Linked DNA regions of Mus musculus: region 1 is linked to region 2. A link is a contact called in public HiChIP or PLAC-seq data. All regions are on one chromosome and are shown on one strand. Each heading gives the region's core, a stretch centred on a gene start, on an enhancer-like site or on the middle of the called end of the contact. The rest is flanking DNA. Distances are from core to core; before and after follow the strand shown.

Region 1 (3,440 bases), core at 288-2,787, 540 kb after region 2:
GTGGTGTTTTATTACAGCAACATCAACAACAGGCCTCACACACAAATTACACGCAAATGACTGCATGTCTAGACATGGTTGCTGTCCCAAATATATCTATATCTAAACACACACACACAGAGACAGACACACATACACACACAAACACACACATACCATACACACAACCACACACACACACACATATATATATATGGGTATATCTCCAACTGTTTTTTGAATCTAAAATCTAAAGCACTTTTAGTTTCATTTGCTGTAAACAAACAAACAAACAAAACAAAAAACAAAAACAAAAACAAAAACCAGATTCTTGGCCTCTAGTTCGAGCATGCTGTTCATAGATCCAAAGGCCCAGGAAATACTCCAAAGATCTCTTGGGAAGAAATCAGCAAATGGTACAGTTCCATGAAATAAACCCACAGTTAAATAGTCTTGACCTTGAAGTAGATAAAGATCAAGCCTCGAAAACACAGTGTTTGAGCTTGAACCGAGGCATCGGCACTTTGTTCTTAGCAGGCCAGGACCAAGTGTGTCTGTAGGATGCTAAGAGGATTGAAAACACTTGGATGAGTGAGGTCATTTGTGAGAGATTGTGTGGGGCTGGAAATTCCGCCAAGGTGCTCACCACAATGTTTGTAGAAAGCCACACCCTTTACCATTGGGTTGACGACTTCCACAATTCTAAAGGTTAACGATTTTGTGGATCCAGGCCTCGCCAATACTGTACCTCTCAAAAGCTTCATTTATCTTTCATCTGGGGGATTTACCAGTGACTTTTACCTGCACGTATTCTGTTGGCAGGAGTAAGACAATGAAGTACAAGGTTTTGCATATCCTTAACTCACAAAGCCAATAAGGATGCATTTGCTGTGGAGGAGCAGACAGAATTCTGGGGAATGTAGTCACAAAGAAAAACCCACAGTAAGTGCTGCTTGCTCACAGAGGGAAGGCAGTTCAGGTGACATTTCGTGGTGTATTCCACGGTCTGTTTGGACACCTGAAGCTTTAATTGAGGTTGGTCTCTTGCTTCAGGGAACCCCATTTCCTGAACACACTGGAGGCTACACACTCAGTACAGTTAAGTGATGCTGATAAAGAGCTGAAGCAGATGTTTGGGGAGGGAGGGGAGAAGCATGGTGTGGTCAGTTATCAGAGCAGGTGAGGCTTGTGGTGCTCTGTGGGAGCACTGAAGAGTTCTCTATTATGAAAGGTGAGGGGAGAGAAGAAGCAGACCCTGTTTCTCAATACTGACAACTCCTTGCTCTCAAAGGAACAAATCCATCTTTCTGCCTCTTGGCAGCACAGCACTCACATAGATGGATTGGGGGAGCTTTTCCCCCTTCTTCTTTTTTCACTATTCCCAAAGAAAGGCATTCAAGCCTTTCTTAACCTTACATTCCAACCTCTCGTGGTGCCTATACTCAGGAAATACTTCTTCAGGTTTAACTAAATCCCTCTCTGCAATGTGAGACCATTGCTATCCTCCAAGGACTCACAGAACAGCTGCCTGGCACCTGGCCAGTCACACCATTCCACGTTTCCATTGTTCAGGGGAGGAACAGCTCGAGGCTTTTGCTGATTGGCTCTCACCACCCAGCAGGAACTCAGGCCAGAACACCAGGCTGTGCTGAGGCTGCTTTGCTGGGACATGAAGTACTAGTCTCCCAGGACACCATTCTCCCAGGCTCAGAAATCAGCACACGTGACTTAACACTTCCTGAGAGTGACATGCTCTGTGAGGGGGTTTGAAAGGTGGCTGGGAATGTCTCTATAGTGCCTCACCTAGCAAGTTTAATAGGTGTTATATCTATTGTGTGTGGAGAAAGAAAAAAAAAAAGCAAAAAACATTTCAGGTAGCCCAGGCTGGCTCAAAGTTGCTATGTTGCCAAGGAAGGTCCTGAATACTTCCTTCTCCTGCATCTGCCTTGAAAGTACTGGTGCTCTTAGGCATGTGTCACTATGGTAAGCTTTATAGCTCTCTCTCTCTCTCTCTTTCTCTCTCTCTCTCTCTCTCTCTCTCTCTCTCTCTCTCTCTCTCTCAATCAAGTAAAGAAAAGTAGGCTCAGTCAAAGGCCACACAGATAAGAAATGAAGCCCCGAGTGGACTCTCATATTGTGAGCATTCAGGTTTGGTGTCCCTTCCGATGTATGAGAGTGCTTCCCAGGGATCACTAGAGCACACAGAGCACACGTGTTCTGTCCTTGCAGACTTCAGGGTAACAAACAGCAGAGACCAGTGCATGAGAAAAGGAGCACAAGAGCTCACTGACAACTCCAGACAAGATGAGTTGTTGGTCACTATAAACTATGAACCAAGTTAGAGGATTTGCTTAGAGAGGCAAGAAGAAGCCAATGCAGGTGATGGGAGGTTTTGGGAGACAGAACTGCTGCTGCTTAGCCAGACTGGGGCTTAAAGCTGGTCAACCCTGGGCAGGCTCAGACCCAGTGAGCTTCAGTTTTATCCTTCAGGAAGCATAAGAAGAACACGTTCACAAGCTCGTTGTTTAAAGTAGATGAGGTAAGTAATAGTTAACGAGCAGCCAGGTCTGAGAAGCTAAATAAAGGTCGAAACGAGTCATGTTCTGGGATGAGCAGAGCAAAGAGAGGTTAAGTTAGGAAAGGTTTGATGAAAGAAGAAGAAAGATGGAAACTCAGGGAAGAAGACAAAGAAAGCTGCCCTTCTTAGCCCCTCTCCCCACTTCCCATGGGGATGCCATGTTAGCCTTTGAATGTGAGGACCTACACTGTCTGTCTCTGTAAACCATGGTGGGTTGTATTCCTGTAACAACCAGTCACAGGAGAGACCATAGGTGAGAGATTTATATGATATCCAAGGAGATGCATTAAAGCAGAAAATACCCTAGAGTGAAGGGTCATTTTGCTGTAATGCCATTAAAACTTGAGTGTGCTATGCAATTCAACAATTATCAGCGTGGATAACGTCTGGAAATGTTAAATCTAATGATTTGACTTGCTTGCCATGAGCCTGCTCCTTCTGATTTTGATGGGAGAAGTGACCTTTCCTAGGATCCACAAATGATTGGAAATGGAGCGGTTGCAATTCTTGGACCCTTTCTATTGACTGATTAAGTAAATCATCAACTAAATGGAAATCCAATTTGAAAGGCATAGATTTAAATGAATTAATAAGTGAACTGATAAGGCAAAATGGTAACAGTAATAAGAAAAAAATCTAGACTTGGTGGGAAACTTTAAAATAAGCTTTAAACAGTCAGAAGCCAGAGAGGGAAACCACTGAGTGCTCATACGGCCTGTGGCAAAAGAGCTTTTGACATTTACCCAATCCAATGTGGCTCCGTGGGATGCAAACCACAAGGCCACAGATATTTTCAAAGGCATGCAGTACTTCTTGTGGCTATATGATAAGCTGGTTAAGGTGCCCAGACTAAAGGATTGTGGGAAATTCAGCCTGTGTGCTC
Region 2 (3,469 bases), core at 468-2,967:
CTTGTGGTTTTGCCTTCCATCTTGAGGCACTGTGCCTGACCTGTTTGCTCACCAGCTCAATAACTTAGCTTCATCCCAGTGGATGAGATTTGACCAATACATTCGTATGCCAGTGCATCTGAGAACCACTAATGGGCAGAAACCAGATTTTGATTTTTATCCTGTTTTGTGAGCCACTCTAGCTTATGCGTGAGCTTATTCTCCCCGAATCATGCTATAGTTCAGCAATCATTGATGACCCTGGGTTATATAGCCAACAGTTTGGAAGATCCCAATCCTGCTTTCAGTAGTCTTCCAGCCTAGTATCTCTTGACTGTAAAACATCCAGTGATAGATAATCCAGCCAGCGTGGGCTGCCCCTTGTCGCAACGAAATCACTTCTAGGTAGTTATTTCACATCCAAATGAGCATCTTTTCTTTTCTTCCCCCATCTTAAATCATTCTACCTGCCTCATTAACTCCCGTTCAGCCCCCAAATACCCAAGCAAAGCCCTTCCATTTATTTAGACAGTCTCTGATTGCATTTCTTCCCCCTGACTGGAGTGATGACTCTTACTTGAGACAAATATGGAACTCCTTACTACACTCGATGGCAGTTGTTTTTTCCTGTGCACACCCCACTAGTCTGCAGCATTCTGAGCTCAGTAATTATAATTTGCATATGAAGTGTGCCCCTTGTCAAGGATCACATGTGAAGGGCTCTATTCTCAACGCGACAGTCAACAGTCGAGCGAAGGGAAGATGACTGGTTCCTGAGGACTCGGAACTAATCTGTAGATCAGTCCATTCACAAGCTCATAATATGATGGGAGTTGGTAGAGATAGGAGGGAAGGCCACACTGGAGGAAGTAGCCTCTAATGATGTATTAGGAGATGTATTTTGTCTTTATTAAGTCCCTTCCCATCTCCTATCTGTCCCAAGGAGGGCCACTTTGCTCTTTGCCCTCATGTTCTGCCTCACCAAACACTGGACTGGAACCAACAGATACCAATGACAGTGGACAGAAAGATACAAATCTGTGGGCCAAAATAAACCCTTCCTCTCTTATGTCATTTCCTCAGGCATGTGTCATGGTGCTGCAGATGTGCCTGACACTCCCACACCCTTCCATCCTTCACCTAGAACTCTCAGCAGTGGAAGTCCCTACAACAGTGCTGTACCGTGTTGCTTCTCAAGCCGAATGCATTCAGCAGTATTGACGTCCTTGATACTATTTGGTTTTGAAGACAAAATCAATTCTGTTAGGAGGGATGATCTGGAAAGTGTCCCCAAGTGGCATGTTCTCATCTGACATCATCACACGAAGATTTTATCAGGCAGAGAGATGAAGAGGTCATTTCTAGCAGTGGAATTAACACAAGCCACTTGGGCACCAGGGCGGGGTCTGGAGTGGATTAAGAGCTGAGGGAGCTGTACTAAATAAATGATAGGCCATGGAGCTCAGATCGTGGGTTGGAAACTTGCCACTGGCTATCTCTGCAGGATTGCTTGGATTCAGCAACTATGGAGTCCATCACCGTCGTCGTCGTCCTAGACGCTGTTTACAAGAGAAATCGTGTCCTATTGTAGACTGTCTTCTATGAGGACAGGAATATTCTGAGACGTTGCAGATTTTTTTTGTCTCCCGGCTCTGCCACTGGAGGTCACTGTTGTACCATCGAAATGAGTGAGAAGCCCCGCCTGATACCCTTTTGAAGTTGGCTTCCGCCAGGAGTGAATACAATACCCTCTGGGTAGCTAGGAAGTCCCGAGGTGCAGGCTTCTCCCTGGCTTCGTGGAAAAGTGGCCTGGTGACCTGCAAAAAATGACTTCGGAAGAGCGATGTCCGTCTGGAGAGGGACTGCGGGTGGGAGAGCGGTGCTGGGAGGGAGACGTCTGTATCGCATTAGTCTGCGTCTGGCGGGGAGGGGCTGGAGGCCCTGGCGGGTCAAGGCAACTGCTCCCTGCTGCTTTCTGGCGCGAATGTGGAATCTGGTAGTGATTAGAGAAGGTTATTGTCTTGGGAGTGCAGGGAGATCGGTAGTAATACTGCTTTGAGCGTTTCTGACCCCATCTTAGAAGGCCTCTCCCACGACTCTCCTGCTGGGCTCTGATTTTAGAGCCACTAAGCAAAGAAAGACAAGGAAAACTGAGGCCTATTCCTTAAGCCTATCCACTCCCCGGGGCTTACAGGGGACACTCCAGGAGGAGCACAGATGAGAACACACATCCCTAGACAGAAAACCCCAAGTAAGCCTCTATTTTTCTTAGCCCTCCTTCCTGTGGAGTGAATATCATTTGGTCCATTTGTTATGAGAAGAAACAGAGACTTGGAACTGACATTTGAACCCGAGTCTTTTGAAATATAAAGAGAATGGATGGTAAAATAACTACTTGTGGTTACTGGCTAAGAATTCTGCCCTTGAAAATTTGGAGAAAGAGCTCCTCCCTGTGCAGCTTCGACAATAACCCACTTCAAGGCGAGCTGAAGCCAGGGTACCTTTTGGCGGCACCTTTTTCTTCTTCTTTTTCTTCTCTCCTTCACTTTCTCCCCATCTCTTCCCCTGGGTTTCACTGCATACCTCAGGTTGACCCTATCCCTTCTCTTCTCCCCACGTGCTGGGATCTGACGGTCGGGCTACTCCTAGATCAGAGTGGCTCTCTAATAAGTCATAATCTGTTTATAGCCATTCATAAAAGCAGAGTGCTTCTGTGCACATTAGCTAATTTGGCTCTTATAATAACTGTCTTATCCCCATTGCCGTAGACAAAGAATCTGAGACGCTGAGGAATTAATTTGCCGAAGGTGCTACAGTCAATGATGAAATTCAACCTCGGATCTTTTTGCTCTAAATACAGCACCCACTGCCCATCACCCATTGCCCGATACCAGTTAGTCTCCAGGTAAATATTGGGTGATGGAGTGATGCTGTGTATAATCTAGCTAGCAATAAACTGATCTTAAGTTTAGGTAGCATTTTATCTCCGAAGATGGTGCTCCAACCCAGGAAGATTACACTGGAGACCCTGCCTCAAGGGGACGGAAGACTTCTGAAAGTTGTCCTCTGACTTCCGCATGAGCGCTGAGGTGCATGAACACACACGCGTGCGCACACAAACACACACACACACACACACACACGCATACAGACACACACAGACACACATATGTGTGTGCACACACACAACTCATGCACGCATGCAAGAATGCACGCAGTATACCCATAACCACACATACACGCAGGCATGTGCACATATGCATGCGTATACATTTATTGTGTGTGGATGAGTGCTCCCATGCCATGACTGGCATGTAAGGGTCAGAGGGCAGCTTGTAACTGGACTCAAATAAATTTCTAAAACTTTTTAAAAGGGTGAAGATTACAATTTATCTATCTATGTATCTATCTATGTATCTATCTATGTATCTATCTATGTATCTGTCTATGTATCTATCTATGTATCTATCTATGTATCTATCTATGTATC

The links. HiChIP or PLAC-seq counts read pairs in DNA pulled down with a chosen protein or histone mark.
Region 1: an H3K4me3 HiChIP or PLAC-seq map of craniofacial prominence shows a contact between it and region 2, with 6 times the contacts expected there. The contact joins two enhancer-like sites. A contact is called at or near these places in 4 of 484 Hi-C or Micro-C datasets (cerebellar granule neurons, cerebellum, embryonic stem cells and 1 more), 9 of 115 datasets of contacts at active chromatin or transcription factors (the NIH/3T3 cell line, craniofacial prominence, embryonic basal ganglia and 6 more) and 2 of 9 other capture datasets (embryonic stem cells and embryonic trunk).

The regions. Positions count from the first base shown.
Region 1 is chr9:41,765,159-41,768,598 of GRCm38.p6, forward strand. No RefSeq gene overlaps it. Among named protein-coding and RNA genes, the nearest start is that of Gm46143, 6.5 kb to the left of the region's middle. Within about 2 kb of position 1,538, at least 95 of the 459 cell types and tissues checked have an H3K27ac peak or open chromatin away from gene starts, as enhancers often do. A contact at or near this core is called in the NIH/3T3 cell line, craniofacial prominence, embryonic basal ganglia and 2 more, where this site is marked.
Region 2 is chr9:41,227,239-41,230,707 of GRCm38.p6, forward strand. No RefSeq gene overlaps it. Among named protein-coding and RNA genes, the nearest start is that of 1700063D05Rik, 23 kb to the left of the region's middle. RefSeq lists an enhancer at 664-3,307. Within about 2 kb of position 1,718, at least 216 of the 459 cell types and tissues checked have an H3K27ac peak or open chromatin away from gene starts, as enhancers often do. A contact at or near this core is called in the NIH/3T3 cell line, craniofacial prominence, embryonic basal ganglia and 2 more, where this site is marked.